Regions from separate parts of the Hordeum vulgare genome. Here region 2 is linked to region 1. A link is a contact called in public Hi-C data. All regions are on one chromosome and are shown on one strand. Each heading gives the region's core, a stretch centred on a gene start, on an enhancer-like site or on the middle of the called end of the contact. The rest is flanking DNA. Distances are from core to core; before and after follow the strand shown. Region 1 has its middle 85 kb from the start of LOC123451082. Region 2 holds the start of LOC123451083 (1-aminocyclopropane-1-carboxylate synthase 1-like).

Region 1 (3,301 bases), core at 230-2,729:
ATGTGTTGGCAGTAGAGGGCTGGATAGGTGGAATCTTCTGATTGAGACTATTAAAAAGATCTCCCTCTCCAATTCCCCTGATACTCCTATTTGGATGCTGGAACCAAAAGGAATATATTTTGTTAAATCCTTCTATAGTGCTATTAACTATGGTGGGGTTGATCACAGGGTTGGGGACAAGATGTGGAAAGTTCTATGCCCCCAAAACATCCATGTTTTCCTTTGGCTTTGTATGAACAACAAAGTACTAACTAGAGACAACTTAGCTAAGAGGAGAAGTGTGGAAGACCCATCTTGCTTATTTTGTTCTGAGTTGGAATCAGTTCAACATATGTTCTTTGATTGTACTGTAGCTTCTTGTATTTGGCAATTATTTGAGGAGGTATTTCATATTACAATCTCCTGCTTTCATGATATTCATGCCTTATGGCTGATATGCAAAAAGAAACCTATACATAATATGGTTGTGGCTGCCTCCTTATGGAGTATTTGGCGTTTGAGAAATGAATTTTGCTTCAAGGGTCAAACATGGAAAAGTTTGGACTGCGTGCTCATGAAGCTAAGGCTCTTCCTACGCCAATGGGTTGTTCTCTGCGACGCCACTCAAGAGCTGGTGCTGTGTCAGTTCATCTCTGATCTGGATAAGAAGAGAGGAGAATTGCTGCGGATTGCTTGGTGAAGAATTGTGATAGAGTTAGACTTTGGTTTGGAGTTATGTTTGTCTTAGCTGTAAAAACTGTTGGAGGTTTATGTTTTGTCTAGACCTGTTTTTGGTCGGTTTTACTTTTTCTGTTAAAATAGATATTCGCTGGCTGTGTACTTCATTAATAAAATGGAGAAGGGGGAGCCCCTTTCTTTAAAAAAAAACAAGGACACAGACACGCGTGGCCGTACATCAGAGAGAGGTCCTGCAGCATCAGCATGCGACGCGAACGATACGTACGTACGCACGCTCCGGACCGGACCGGAGGGAACCCTGCACCTGAGCCTGTCCGCGGCCGGGCCAGCAGCGCGGCGCGACGTCCCTACCCCGGACGGAACACGGCCGGCGAGGCCCCGCTGTCCCCGGTGCCGCGGTCCATATCGACCCCCCGGCGCCAGGGCGCGCGACAGGGGACGCAGCGCCACGCCCGGCTGTCACGCACGCCCCTGGCCGCTCGCTGCATGCCATTGGCGCCATGCATGGCCCCGGCCCCGCCTACGCCTCCTTTCATCAATTAACTGACCGACCCCGGCCGCCGTCCGGCCGGCCGGCCGCCTCCCGTACGTAGATTCCCCCATGCACCGCCGATGCGTTGCCATCGAGCATTCATTCTTGGAGGGAAGCCTGCGTGATCGACGCACGTACGTCGTCGGCGACGCGTAGGCGGGGGTCGTCGGACGTGCTGCCACTTAGAAGGTGATGGGGGTGTGTTGGGAGCGTGATCTTGGATGGGTCCGTCCCGGTTGAGAAAACAAAATAATCTCGTATGGGTCCCGACCAAATAACGCTCACGCTATGACGCGCGCCCATGTCCCCGGCCGGCCGCCCAGGCCCGCATGGGCCACCACGATCGCCTGCAACGCGGCCGCCCGGTCCCGGCGTACATGTCCGCCCACTTGCGCAGAAACTTCCTCCCCTCGCCTTCGGCTTCGACATGCAATGGTGCTATCGTCACATAGGATGGATATATATATATATCGGCTTTGCTAAAAATCACACATATATATATGCTGAGCTGAACGAGAGATAAACCATACTGTATATATTAAAAGATGATTATTTGGTTTTAATTATCTCATCACATGTTTACAAATATATTTTTATCCTTTATCTTTCTTTTTATTGTTTTTTACACGGTAATACGTGCACCATTCATATCATAAAATACAAAATACAAGTCACATAAAGACCGACATGACGAATCTGAAAATATAGCAGAACATTACTAAGCTTTACACCAACGCCCCGTCACCTGCCTCCTGCACCACCAAAGTACCTATCAACGGGGAAAAAATGACGGATCACCTCCTCATCCGAGATCGACTCGGCTCCATCGCTGATATGCAGCTTTGCGGACCTCCAAGAGCGCTTACCAAAAGTGAAGCCATCACCGTTGAACGAATCAGACGGGGCAACACCCCGGACACACCATCGATCTCCACGTCCGGCACCCCAGCACGATTAAGACGTCGAAGGAGGAAACCATACGTGTCATCCATCAATCACGAACCCAACACATGTTCCGTCTTTCAGATGTTGTCAATGCAGACCATAATCCACATCCACTCCTGGACAACCTCCCAAGCTCCACAATGGCGTTGGAGCAAACACCATCGCAACGACGGAGCGCGAGGACACAGGCCCACCACGAGAATGACAACATCGCCACATCATTCTTACCTGAATAGACTGATTTCTAAATTCACCTCCAACCATAAGACTAATTGCCTCGTTGGAAACATATATGTGCCTTCTTTATTCGGGGTCGCCATTGTCGCCTTCGAAGCCAAGACGATAAACATCTAAAAAAACCAAAGCTACTAGGACCTAAACTAAAGCTACACGATTCATCCATGTAAATCCGGCAACCCCCTCCCCTCAAACCCCCACCGACGATCGAGGTCATCGACCGAGGGGAGCTGCCGAATGAACGAGGCGAAGGGGCTTTTGTGACGGCGGCTAGGGTTTCTAGTCGCTCGCGCGAGAGGAAAGTTCAGGGGACTATACGGTGCCACTTGGACCTACCGGAGGAAACCATATATTGTGCTATGTATTCCCCCGTCCGGATTCATTAGACCCTCGACCAAAACTCATGTTGCAAGGTTCAACAATTACTCCTTCTTGAACGTCCGTCTCGACTCGACAACCTGCGTGTGGCTGCATGCCCTGGTACGAGCCATGTTGCCATGCACGGTCTCGGTCGGCCCTCCAAGTTCAAGACAGCCGTCCAACACCATGTCGAGAGGGAACGGGGCCCATGCGTCCAGCAAAATGGCATGTAGGCCCGAGAGGTCGCCCAAGGATCAACATAGGGAACACCGCAAGATCCTCGCCTCACTTCACGCAGACCGGCGTGGCTCTGTACCACGGCTCGTACCGCTCGGCTCCACACGTATTAACAGCGACGGGGACGACGACGTACGGGGCGTCACCTGCCCATGCCGCGGTACAAGATCTCGTTTCATCTTCATCCCGGAAGAAAAAATCTGCTCGGATATGTATTTGTCGTCCCTCGGATGGAGACCCGGTTGCTGTGTTTCTCGATCGGGCCGGGCATTTCCTCTTTTCCTCGGATGGAGACTAGTTCGTGGTACGTTC
Region 2 (3,301 bases), core at 276-2,775, 130 kb after region 1:
AATCACTTACCTCCTGTATTTTCTGCATGATTCTGGGGAAAATCAGAAGAACTGGGCAATTGACGCCGAAGTATGTGCTAATCCTAGTATTGATGATGTGGTAAACCCGACCCTCTCTCAAATCCTTGTGATTGGGCGATTAGTAGTCCTCGGGCATGGTGGTTGATGTGTTTGGGGGGTCAGATCGGGGGTGCAGCTCGTTGGCGATGGAGGCGCGTCACGGAGGGAGGTGGAGAACAAATCAAAGGAGGAGCCTATTTCTTGCAACGGAGGTGAGGAAATAGGGTTTGGATCGTAAGTCACGTGCGGGATAAGGTTGGTCTTGGGCCTCACGCGGGTGGATCTTGGGGCTCACGCGCTCGCATGGATGGCCCTCGCGGAGCGGGGTGTCTGGTGTTTGCGAATCGCGGAAGGGAGTATCGTGCGGATCTGTTCCTTATAGTCCGACTGGTTGATAGTTAACACAGTCCATTATTAATATAGCATCAATTAAGACTTAACAAAGTATCAGTCGGCTGAAACTTAAAGGTCTAAAAAAAATACAATCGAATAATAACGAGCTCGAGGATTAGTGAACAACACAGGACCACACGATTTTCCCGTGTGACAGGAGTCTAGTTTCCCCGCGTGCTTGAATAACAAATTTCAATCCGAGCAAGCTAGGCGTCAGCAGTTTAACAGCAAAGGATTGCAGCACGTCCAATCTGTAAGCACTGAACGGTACTCGCACTAATATAATACTCCTCCTACCACACCTTTTCCTGAACCAGATGCGAATACGGTTCAGATAAGCCACGGCCGTTATTAGAGCGTCCACGTCGCCACGCGGCACAACCCCACTGGGCGAAAGTGAAGTGCAAAGCTGCATAAGTACGAAGCACGTATTACTACCAGAAATAGCTGGAGAAAGCCAAATCCAGCCGGTGTAAGCGAGCACACCGCCGCCGTCATTTTCATGAGAAATGGAGTAGTATCATTCTTTTACTATTTCGCTCTAGTTGATCCTGTCCCGCGCTTCACAAGATTGGCTCGCTTGTCTACGTCGTCTCGAGATCCAGGGCGGACTAATTCAACACTCAACAGCGCATGTCGGCTTTTCTTTTGACAAAAAATATACTGCAGTATTTCATCTACTTACAGGCGTCAGTAGAGAGACACCAACACACGTCGCCGGCGTGGATCCCACGTGCTGGATACAAGCATCTACCTACAGTTCAGAAGGTAAATCGGCCCATTACGGCAGAGATTACAGTACGCAGATTAGAGAAAACCTACATACACTGGCACTGCTTCTCTGTTACTACCACTGTTCCGCGCGCGGCTGTTGGTCTGCGCCAGGAGGAAACCGCGGATGGCTTTTCGCGCGTACTCACATCGAGATGTCTGACGTTAACCCACCGCCCCCACTTAACTGCGTGTTGGCTCCGCTTCTTAGACACGATAACAGAGGGGAGATGGTGAGGCCACCACCCCGCCCCTCCCCTCCGTTATATATACGCTCAGCTCCCAGTTAGACATCAGCCACCACCTCTTCACTCCTCTTCTTCTTCTCTCAACTTCCTGCCTGCCTGCCTGACTGACTGCTTGCTCTCCCAGCTCAGTCTTGACAACACTCGATCGCGGCTCAGTTCTGTCCCCTCCATCGACCCCCCAGTTTCAAACCCAGGCCAAACACGCGCGCAGCATTCGTTGACTGACGAGATGGTGAACAAGGTCGCCGACGAGCCGCAGCTGCTGTCCAAGAAGGCCGGATGCAACACCCACGGCCAGGACTCGTCCTATTTCCTGGGGTGGGAGGAGTATGAGAAGAACCCCTTCCACCCCACCACCAACCCCACCGGCATCATCCAGATGGGCCTCGCCGAGAACCAGGTACGCAAAGTCTGCATACGCAGCTCGCTTGCCGCTTGCCGCTGTCCGTCTCTGACAAACTCGGCTCGTCGTGCAGCTCTCGTTCGACCTGGTGGAGGAGTGGCTGGAGAAGAACCCCGACGCGCTCGGGCTCCGCCGGGGACCCGCGTCCGTCTTCCGGGAGCTCGCGCTCTTCCAGGACTACCACGGCCTCCCGGCCTTCAAAAATGTAATTCCTCCGGCCACTTGGCACACTCCCCAGCAGCCATTCCAAATGCGGTCAAAGACTGACGCGCGTTGCTTTGCACAGGCATTGGCGAGGTTCATGTCAGAGCAGAGAGACCACAAGGTGGCGTTCGACCCCAGCAACATCGTGCTCACCGCCGGCGCGACCTCGGCCAACGAGGCGCTCATGTTCTGCCTCGCCGACCAGGGCGACGCCTTCCTCATCCCCACCCCGTACTACCCAGGGTAGGAATGCTATGCGCCCTGCCGTCTCTCGACATTTCTCTCCGCGCGCCACGTTACGCGCGCGGCCAGCGGCAGCAGCACCTGCCCATGTGCGACGTGCATGTTGCTACCCTTTTAACAGTAGCAAGTATTACTACACATGGCTAACCTTGCTTACGCATGCAGGTTCGACCGTGACCTCAAGTGGCGCACCGGGGCCGAGATCGTGCCGGTGCACTGCACGAGCGCCAACGGCTTCCGGGTGACGCGCGCCGCCCTGGACGACGCGTACCGCCGCGCCCAGAAGCGCCGCCTGCGCGTCAAGGGCGTGCTCATCACCAACCCCTCCAACCCGCTCGGCACCGCCGTCCCGCGCGCCGACCTCGAGATGATCGTCGACTTCGTCGCCGCCAAGGGCGTCCACCTCGTCAGCGACGAGATATACTCCGGCACGGCATTCTCCGAGCCGGGCTTCGTCAGCGTCCTCGAGGTCCTGGCAGCGCGCGCCCCGCTCGCCGCCGACTACGCGCTGGACGACCGCGTCCACGTCGTGTACAGCCTCTCCAAGGACCTCGGCCTCCCCGGCTTCCGCGTCGGCGCCATCTACTCCTCCAACCCCGACGTCGTCTCGGCGGCGACCAAGATGTCCAGCTTCGGGCTCGTCTCCTCCCAGACGCAGTACCTCCTCGCCGCCCTCCTCGGCGACAAGGACTTCACCCGCAGGTACCTCGCCGAGAACAAGAGGCGGATCAAGGAGCGGCACGACCAGCTCGTGGACGGCCTCAAGGACATCGGCATTGCGTGCCTGGAGAGCAACGCGGGGCTCTTCTGCTGGGTGAACATGAGCCACCTGATGCACGCCCGGTCGTTCGAGGGCGAGATGACGCTGTGGAAGAAGGTGGTGTTCGACATCGGGCTCAACATCTCGCCGGGGTCGTCGTGCCACTGCAGCGAGCCCGGGTGGTTCCGCGTCTGCTTCGCAAACATGTCCGCCAAGACG

What was found. A called contact is a pair of places that touch in the nucleus more often than the background predicts.
Region 2: a contact with region 1 is called in a Hi-C map of seedling, with 2.9 times the contacts expected there. The contact joins the promoter of LOC123451083 here to the enhancer-like site in region 1. A contact is called at or near these places in 2 of 6 Hi-C or Micro-C datasets (leaf and seedling).

What each region holds. Positions count from the first base shown.
Region 1 is chr4H:24,874,547-24,877,847 of MorexV3_pseudomolecules_assembly, forward strand. No RefSeq gene overlaps it. Among protein-coding and RNA genes, the nearest start is that of LOC123451082, 85 kb to the left of the region's middle. Within about 2 kb of position 1,480, at least 3 of the 3 cell types and tissues checked have open chromatin away from gene starts, as enhancers often do. A contact at or near this core is called in leaf and seedling, where this site is marked.
Region 2 is chr4H:25,001,376-25,004,676 of MorexV3_pseudomolecules_assembly, forward strand. LOC123451083 (1-aminocyclopropane-1-carboxylate synthase 1-like) reads left to right here and starts at 1,526. Exons shown (of 4, transcript XM_045128095.1): 1 at 1,526-1,872; 2 at 1,949-2,080; 3 at 2,162-2,322; 4 at 2,488-3,301. The coding sequence starts at 1,702.